2 separate regions of the Mus musculus genome follow, and region 2 is linked to region 1. A link is a contact called in public Hi-C data. All regions are on one chromosome and are shown on one strand. The core of a region is the stretch at or near the end of the contact, and the rest is flanking DNA. Distances in the headings are between cores, read along the strand shown. Region 1 has its middle 56 kb from the start of Gm35126. Region 2 has its middle 74 kb from the start of Gm35179.

Region 1 (4,714 bases), core at 659-3,158:
TGGAACCACAGCCATGGGAGTTCATATGTACAATGGCACTGTCAAGTTTGACAAATCCGATGTCACTGCAGCCATCTGCTCTCTCTGGCTCCTACAATCTCTTGTGCACTTGTTCCTGAGCCTTGGTCTAAGGGTGTGATATAGAAGTCCCATGAAGAGATGGCAACTCCCCAACCTCGTATTCTCTGCACTACAAGTTGGTGGCTTGAGAGTCTCTCTATTAACTGCCACCTGCTACAAAAACATCTTGCATGAAGATCGAGAGATGTACTAATCTATGGATATAAAGATAACAACTTACCAAAGACATAAGCAATGTGTTCAGTAAAATAAGAGAAAAAATTCCCTATGTTACTGGTGGACAAACAGTAGGAAGAAAAGAAGGGTTGCAAGCAGGCATCCTGCTGATTGGGGGAAGATTTGCTTGTGAGAAACTGAAGGCTCAACCCCTAAGAATGCCTGACCAACGCGACCAAGTCTGGGACAGGGCGTTTTGTTTGACTTTGCAGTGCAAGAAAATGAAAGCTTTTCAAACCGCTGGGCTAAAACCTTAAGGAGTGCGACAATTCTTCGGAGTTTTACAGCACAAATGTGCTTGGAGAATGTTTTCATCTTGCCTTTACTCCTTCGGAACCACGTGAACTTGCTGTCTCTCCAAGCAAGGCCAGGAAACCCAGGCAAAGGAGACTGAAAGTGTAGCTCAGTGGGTGAGCACTTGCTCAGCAATCTCAAGGCTTTAGAATCAAACTCCAGAAATTAAAAAAAAAAAAAAAAAGGAAAGAAAGAGTGAGAAAGAAAGGAAGGAAGGAAGGAAGGAAGGAAGGAAGGAAGGAAGGGAGGGAGGGAGGGAAAAGGAAAAGGAAAAGGAAAAGGAAAAGGAAAAGGAAAAGGAAAAAGAAAAAAAGAAACAACAATAATAACAAAAAGACAGATGAAACCATTAAAAAAGGTAATTTGGCCAGTTGCACGTCTTTTAATGTTAAGATGCTTTGAAAGCACTTTTTTCCCGTCAAAATATTTTCAGGGTCAGGGGACTAAAGGACCCCGAGTGAGCAGAAAGATTTAAAGCATCCTGCAAATTAAGCTCCTTCCTCTCACAGACATATTAGAGTCTTTGAGTCTTTAATATAATTTAAAGCGATTGTCCTGAAGGAAGGTCAGACATTTTCCACAGTTACACTGAAATAGTTGACCTGCCCGAGGAAACTAGAAGAATTTCAAGGGTACATTTCAAGACGCTGTTTCTGTTGATAACAGTGTTCCAGAATTTATATTTATTAATATTGCTTTATTTTGGTCAGACTCCCTCAGGAAATCCTGAGGAGTGTCAGTTGCTGGCATATTTTATCTCCGATAGCTCCATCCCTTTGGTCTTGCACCCTGACTGCTAGGATGAAGCGTACCTTTGAAAGCCTTTAATAGAACTGAGGATGACAGCAAGCAGGGATTTCAACACTCGAGGAACACAATCCATCTACTTTCTCCAGTTATCATTAAAATGTCTTCTAGACGTAGGTCATAACTGGAAACCTATAAATGATGCCTGTATAGCAAGCCCTTCCCACAGAGCTGGGGTCCCAAGTGATTAAAATTTATCACACTGTCCTTACAGCTACAAATACGGCTGATCTGTGTCATTACTTAGAAAGTACTATTCATAACATTTTGATTTCAGTCCAAATAGTTTTCCCCATGAATTTCCCATAAAATACTCTTGATCTTTTTCTTAAAAGGTCTAATCCACTACTTCTTTGAAAGAACAAAGAAAGAGGTCGATTGTTCTCTCCTTTAAATTTTGTTTAGTGTGATATATTTATTGCCTAGTGGGATGTATCTAATCTTCCTCTGGCTTTTGCTGAGAAAGTAATTGGGCTCGAGCTTAATCTCTTACAACCTGAAGGCTGTAAGCACTCTCATGACCTGAAGCTATGCTGCTCTGCATGTGGTGCTATTAAAATGATATGTAACCCACAAGACCTCATATTCCAGCGAAGCTTTGGTTTTCCAAGATGCACACTTGGAACGGACCATGTTGCACTTCCATTAGACAGCACAACACACACTACAGTGGTGTAAAACAAAGTCTTTTCATGGTAGAAGTTTGTTTAAACACCAGAGCAGGAACATTGCTTTTCAATCTCCCGGTCTAGAGGTCTGATGTCATTCCACAGAGCTCTCTGGCTCCAGTGTTCTGGCTATCCCTGCCGCTGCCACACAGCGCACAGGGCTCTCGTAGGTGTTTCACCTAGGAAGCCCCACACTCCATTGATCTGTTCATCGATAAGGAGGGAACATAGCATCTGCTTTTCTGCCCTAAGATTCATCTCTCTGAACATTATTTTGAGATAATGCTGACTGGAAAATTCTGGTTTGAGCTTTTGGAACTGCTCTCTGAACTCTGGAACTAAGTGTACATTGTAATAGCACTAAGAGATTAGGAAAGAAACAAAAATAAGATATGGGAGGACATGAATGCCTGCCGTATATAGATGAGAAACGGATTGAATTATTGTCATGATTCTGATTCTTAATTATATACAGTTCAATTTGTGAATTGTGTCCTGACCCCACCTCTCTCACTCTCTCTTTGTGTGTGTGTGTGTGTATGTGTGTGTGTGTGTGTGTGTGTGTGTGTGTGTGTGTGGTGTGTGCAGCTCTCTGTCTCCCTCCCTCCCTCTCCCCCCTCTCACACACATACACACATATTCTTGTATAGTTAATATTCTTATAGTTACTTTACAAAAGATGCTATTCAATAACACCTCCAGAATTTGACCTTGAAGTTTCAGAGATAAAGGAGTGGGGGGGAGGAAAGTGACTTATTTCACTAGAAATTCTGCTGAAAAGACTACTAAGGGGTTAAGTAGACAAATTTCCAGGTCTTTTTTTTTTTTTTAATTTTCAAAACAAAATGTACTAGTTCTTTGCATTGCTAACATAGTTGGCTTTGTGCAACTTTTGGAGCAAATTTCTTGTTGTATAATTATCTTTCAGCTTAAAGTCATTTTGTGATGGGAACAACCAAAAGAAGCCAGCTGGTGGCAAGCAGAGCTGGGACAGACATGGTGTTAAGAGGAAGAAAACAATGAATCAAAGTGATTTCATGAACCCTACCATAGCAAACGCCAAAGAGCTGACTTATTTTTCCATGTAAATATCTTATAATATCAACTATTCCTATGGATAAGGGAACCATTGGCTGTGGCTTGACATGAACTTGCTGTCTGAACACATTTTGCTACAGATTAAAAATCTGGAAAAGAACAGTAGTGCACATAAGAGCACGAAGTGCAGAATTTCTGATTATGGTGGGCACTGCATGGGACAAACTGCAGGGGATGTTTCTATTGTGGTCAGTGCCGGCAATTGAACCCAAGCCCACTACCACTGAGCTGGGTCTCCAGTCCCAGAAACTGCTGTGATGCTGTGATTCTGGGTCTTTTCATTTTGCCCTTCTATATAACTAACTGTGCTGAAAAGGCTGCACACACAGGCCTGAGAACTTCACAACCACACAGATTTCTAAGACTGGGAGCAGAACTTGCAGTCAAATCAACCAGTTTCTTTGTAGGATAGCAAAGACCCCATTCACTGAAGTTTTCTCTCTCTTTTTAATATCAGTAAATTTACTGAAATTCTTTTAGAAGATATGTGTACCACGAAACATACATAAAAATCCTAAGCATCTTTAGGAACACAGACTTTAGAACTAGATCCAAGCTGAAAGGTCTAAGCTCTCTAGCCCCACCAGCAGGTGAGATATCCTGAAGTCACACAGCCTTCCACTCCACCTGCATAAGAACTGTCTCTCCCACCCTCCTTCCTCACAGTGAGATATCAACCCTTTGGTCCTTGTATACGTTTAACAGCAGAAAGCATAAGCCTTTTACGTTTAACAACAAGGTTCTTTCCTCTGTGTAAAATACTTTTTATTCCAGTGATTTTTTTTCTTCTTTAGACATGGTTTTTATATCCTCTTAACAAGCAGAGAGCATGTGCTTAAAATACAGTGGCCAGCTACAAACTCAGCTTTAAAAAAAAAAAATCAGTTTGGACCACAGCACTTTGGAAATTAGATTCAGGTTTTCATATTTTCTGTAGCCAACAAGTTTGCTCTAAAGGTCATCTCTAACCATCTCATGATTGATAGCAGCCCTACCCTGTCTTCACTTCCACTAAACTCATCACGAGTTAAAAGCCCCAAGCCCTGAGCTTTGCCACATCCAATGCAAATCCATTACTACTTGTACCTTTTAGAATTTACTACTAATGGAAAACTATTCCAGGAAAGCTTAATGAATCAAAATCATTCATTATGCCATTATGATTATTGGTCTGTTCTATCTATAAATGTGTTAATGATGAATCTCAGACTGTGTTTACCACAGTTGGATCTTGTCTGACCTTAATGACCTTGTGTAGAGTGAAGACATATTTCAACAAATTACAGGGAAGTGTCCTATTAAATTAAAAGGAAACCAAGACAGGTTGCCCCAAGTCAAATAGAGTCTTTTGCATCTAATAGTTTTCAAAGTATGTTTGCTAAACCACAACTCATATAGGGTTGAATGGCATGTGTTTACTAGATAAAACAAACTAACAATTAAAAAGTAGTGCAGATAAAATATAATGATTATCATATTATTCCCTGAAGCGTACACAGGAATCGTGAGTCTTGACGTTTAAAAGGAGCAATTATTAAAATGCTTGAGGA
Region 2 (4,714 bases), core at 1,037-3,536, 160 kb before region 1:
TATCCATTTCTCTGTTGAGGGACATCTGGGTTCTTTCCAGCTTCTGGCTACTATAAATAAGGCTGCTATGAACATAATGGAGCATGTGTCCTTATTACCGGTTGGAACATCTTCTGGGTATATGCCCAGGAGAGGTATTGCTGGGTCTTCCAGTAGTACTATGTCCAATTTCCTGAGGAATCGCCAAACTGATTTCCAGAGTATTTGTACCAGCTTGCAATCCCACCAGCAATGGAGGAGTGTTTCTCTTTCTCCACATCCTCGCCAGCATCTGCTGTCGCCTGAGTTTTTGATCATAGCCATTCTGACTGGTGTGAGGTGGAATCTCAGGGTTGTTTTGATTTGCATTTCCCTGATGACTAAGGATGTTGAACATTTTTTCAGGTGCTTCTCGGCCATTCATAACCACTACTTCTACCTCCTCCTCAAAACAAGTTTAAAAGCTAATACAATATTCAGAAATTATTCTATGTATTGCAAACCACAATTCACTCAAAATCATTCAGATAGTTACAGAGATTTTAGCTATAAAGAATTCTCAAGTCTTAAAACATTTAAAATAACTTTAGGAGATTTCAAAATTTTAGAAGATAATCTACTGAATTGAAGTACTTATGACTGCTTGTCATTAACACAGCACAATTTGGAAAGCCAAATAAACCAAATCTGTTCAAAGATTTGAGAATAACATAGTCATAATTCCTACAGATAATGCCACAATATTACAGCTAAGACATCTCACATCAATACACAGTGGCCTACAAGCCAATTTAATCAAAATTTCTACTTCAAAGGAGAACTGTGTTTAGGATAACATGGTAGAAACTATAAGAACACTGGAAGTTTGCTCAGTTTCTAGTCAAGAACACATTTCGTGATTATCATCCAACCACCTGAATTGTATTTTCTTCACTGGAACCAACACATTTACAAAGGACAAAGAATATTAGGAAATAAACATGTGAATGCATCCGTCCTCATCACCAAACAGTGCGACTATGAAATGTAAGCAAACTAAAACTATTTAGAAATCAACGAACTATCTAATTTTACTTGAGGACATTATGAAACTTGAATGAGTGCATATTGGTGATTTTAATAAACACTGGAGCCATTATGAAAAGTAGTTTTTCCTAAGAGTCTAATTCTCTGACTCAGCATCTCCAAGGCAAACGCTCAGGGCCTGGAAGAACAAAGGCTAGCCAGTAACGGATGCACCACTTGGTCCTCCTATCGCTACACTCTGATACTCAGATACGTATGTTCATCTGTGCATGTACATGTTTATATGTGCCCTCCATGAACATAACAATGGAGAGGCAACAACCAAGCTTTAGATTGGCAATATTCTACAAAACTATATATATAACTACTGAAAAAAAAAAAAAAGACAAAGAACCAAGTGGATGATGTGCCCTGCACTTATAGAAGGATACGTGTAGGGAAAGCCTAGAAAGAGATGAGAGGGCAAAACTACCTTACTATTGTATGTAATGATTCCCGTTATTTTTCACTGAGTTTATATAATAATTAGAAATCCTTCTTAAGTGGGAAAATCAAATCTTTTTCCTAAAAAGCAGTATACAGTTTGGTGTGTCTTTCCCACACAATTTTGAAAACTCCCATATAGTTAACTCAAATATGCAGAGTTGGAGAAATTTCAGTTTTCAAAGAAAGACCTCTCAAGTTTCAAAATACATTAAATAATTTAAAATAAGGTTGTTGGGTTTTTTTGTATTTTTTTTTGTTTTTGTTTTTTGTGTTTTGTTTTGTTTTCGTCACAAACTAGGTTCCATAAACTTACTGCCTGACTTTTTAACTTGAAGTTAAATTCTTTGGGGAAGTGGTTTAGCATTAAATCTCTCTTGTTGCTTACCAACCATCTCTGTCCTTTCTTTTGGTTTCACTTTGTTGGCTGTTGTTGTTGTTGTTGTTGTTGTTATATCTCTAATTCATTTTATCATCATTTTATCAACATTCTAGGGTCTCAGGAATTTGAAAATGCTAGGAAAACAGATTCAGAACTGCATTAAAACTGGTAAAAACAGGTTTGTAAATAAAAGACATTTTGACCATTCTGAGAGTTTCCTTGAATCATCTTGGTTTCCCTTATTTATACTAAGATTAGTTTAATAATTCTTTTAACTTGGAAAAAAATCTTCTGTTTCTTCTCTCTGTGAACCAGAAAGATTGGCTTCCCTGAGGAATGTGAAGACACGGTTAGTTTATTGTGTTTAAAAGAGACTTAGGGAGGAGCCGATAAAGCCGCCTTACATCGCGAGAACAGTGTTGAAATCAACCCTGGCTACACAGAGACGCGGCCGGGACCTGGACACACAGGAAATGCCCTTTTACTAAGGTTCTCCAGCCGGACAGAGCATCTGCCTTTAGTAGAAAGGGGGTGGGCAAGGTGGACTTCACCGTGGCCATGACCTTCTGAATTTGAGAAAGGAAAATGGATTTCAGTGGAAAGGCAATCCAAGTTCTGCTTTCTGTCTTTTCTACCTCCTGTTTTGTTTTGCGTTCGTTCCCCCGTCTCCCCTTAATAACAGCAATGGAGAAGGCCCTTTCGTAACAGGCAATAAACCTCGGTCCAGGTTACCAAGGAAATGAAGGCTGCAATGCACGGATGTATTTGGCAGCAGAGCCTTGGGAAGAGCCCACGGGGCTCTGGAGATGGAAGCAGGCTGAGACTGGCTGGGGACGAACCAGGACTTTCTCCTTCCCAGTCTCAGTCCACCCACGTGAGAGGAAACACCTACCTTCGTCTCTTTTCTCAGTATCCCAGCCCACGGTTTACAATTTTGACACATCCAAATATACAAAGTTAGGTTATAGATTTATCAGTAAAAGGCATAGCTTTCAAATCCAAGTATTATTCTCTTGTTTAGTTCCTTGAGTTTGCTCTATTATCTGTAACTTAATCTAAATTCACACTTATTGTCCTTGAAAGTGACTTTTTCTCTAATGCCTTATTCTCTTTTCGTAGAACAGAATAGAATAGAAGGCACATTATCTGGAAGAATGTTCGTGAATAAAGATGCTATATGAAGGGGGTTTCCAGCATCTGAAACTGGTATTTATATTTCATTGTTTTACAATATGCTGACATGAAAATTGTTTTCTTTTCTTCCTGTAATATATTATGTAGTATTTCTGGCATACAAATATGGGTGGATACCATCCATCTTAAGAAATTAAAATTTTGCTGTTTGAATTAAAGACTCTGTTATATACCTGTACTTGCTCAAATCCTTTCCCCCAGTGATTATCACTCTCTCCCCCGGGGTTCATCCTTATCAACCCTTTGATGCACTTTCACTGATCAGAATATTTGCACCTGTGTGGTTCATCCAGTAAGCAGAAAAAATGAATGGGCCTGATGATCTTAGCCCATATGAAGGCAGAAGCAGAGGTAAAGGCTGGATCATGGGGCAACTTTAAGCTTCATGGCCCCTTAGTGAGTCCCTGGTTTGTTTTTTTAATTTAAGTAAGAAGGCTGGCCATGTACCATGTAGAGCTTAGCTCCTGAGAGGCCTTGAGTTTAGTCCTCAGAATCAGTGGGAATTGGTGACGTTGGTAAAGAAAAATCAATACAATAAAAAGTTCCTTCAAAAGATTAATAAAATTGGCAAACCTTCCCAATGCCAGCAAAGAAAAGGACAACATCATTTCCGAAATTAAGAATCAAATTTCGTGATACTCATGGTTCAGTGCCTTGCTCAGCCGTCATCGTCATCGGGAAGCTTTGTCCTGCAGCAGACAGGAACAAATGCTGAGACGCACAGTCAGACTACACAGAGTGGGCGACCTGGGAACGCACAGCTCTAAGTGGAACCTCTTCAGCAAATCCCTCCCACCCGGGCTCAGGGAACCTCACCGAAAGGAGGCAGAAGGAGTTTCTAGTTTGATGATTTTATGGGATTCCTGAGTCTGTGAACAATGGGTCTCTGGTTCTCGAACCTTATCTTTGGCTCTTTTCCTTTTATTGGTTTGTCCTATCTAACTTTGAGATAATAGTTTCTGTTATCTTTAAAAGAAAAAGTGAAAATAAACGCAAAGATGCGATCTTATTGAGTTTGATTTTGCTGTATATTGTAATGCCAACTGTGGGATCCCAAGACCTGGTTGCCCCAGAGACCCAAGTGATCCTATGTGACCTAGCCCCCAAGTCATTTTTGATTGGTAAATAAAGATGCTGATAGCCAATAACTGGGCAGAAGAGACACAGGTGGAGTTTAGGATTCCTGGACTAGCGGTCAAAGGAGAACCATGAGAAGCAGGAGAAGGTGAAGGAGGAAGAGAGAGATGCCATGGGGTAGGCGAGCTCATGAGAACATGGCCTTGAAGGCTGACCAATGGGAGTGCAGAGCAGCCCAGATCAAACATTGTAAGAAATAACCAGAGGTTATTGACAGAAAAATAGATTTCAATAACACAGAGTATAGATATCTGCCCAGCTCTTGTGCTGTGTAAGGCTTACTATAAATAATACAAATTGCATGTGTTTTATCCAAGACCTACATAATCAATGGCAGGATAGAAACCCTGGATTAAAATTAAAATTTTCCACAACACTATCCCTATAGAGCTCGTAGATTAAAAATAATAATAATAATAATAAAGTAGCAGGGAAGTGTGTGGATGATGCTGTGTGTACAGATGCCACACTTGGGGGACAGGATCCCTTGGGAACTTCATATACTACCCAGAT

The links. A called contact is a pair of places that touch in the nucleus more often than the background predicts.
Region 2: a Hi-C map of uterus shows a contact between it and region 1, with 10 times the contacts expected there. The contact joins two enhancer-like sites. A contact is called at or near these places in 16 of 484 Hi-C or Micro-C datasets (adipose-derived mesenchymal stem cells, cerebral cortex, cortical neurons and 8 more).

What each region holds. Positions count from the first base shown.
Region 1 is chr10:22,918,410-22,923,123 of GRCm38.p6, reverse strand. No RefSeq gene overlaps it. Among named protein-coding and RNA genes, the nearest start is that of Gm35126, 56 kb to the left of the region's middle. Within about 2 kb of position 1,908, at least 7 of the 459 cell types and tissues checked have an H3K27ac peak or open chromatin away from gene starts, as enhancers often do. A contact at or near this core is called in uterus, where this site is marked.
Region 2 is chr10:23,074,838-23,079,551 of GRCm38.p6, reverse strand. No RefSeq gene overlaps it. Among named protein-coding and RNA genes, the nearest start is that of Gm35179, 74 kb to the right of the region's middle. Within about 2 kb of position 2,286, at least 46 of the 459 cell types and tissues checked have an H3K27ac peak or open chromatin away from gene starts, as enhancers often do. A contact at or near this core is called in uterus, where this site is marked.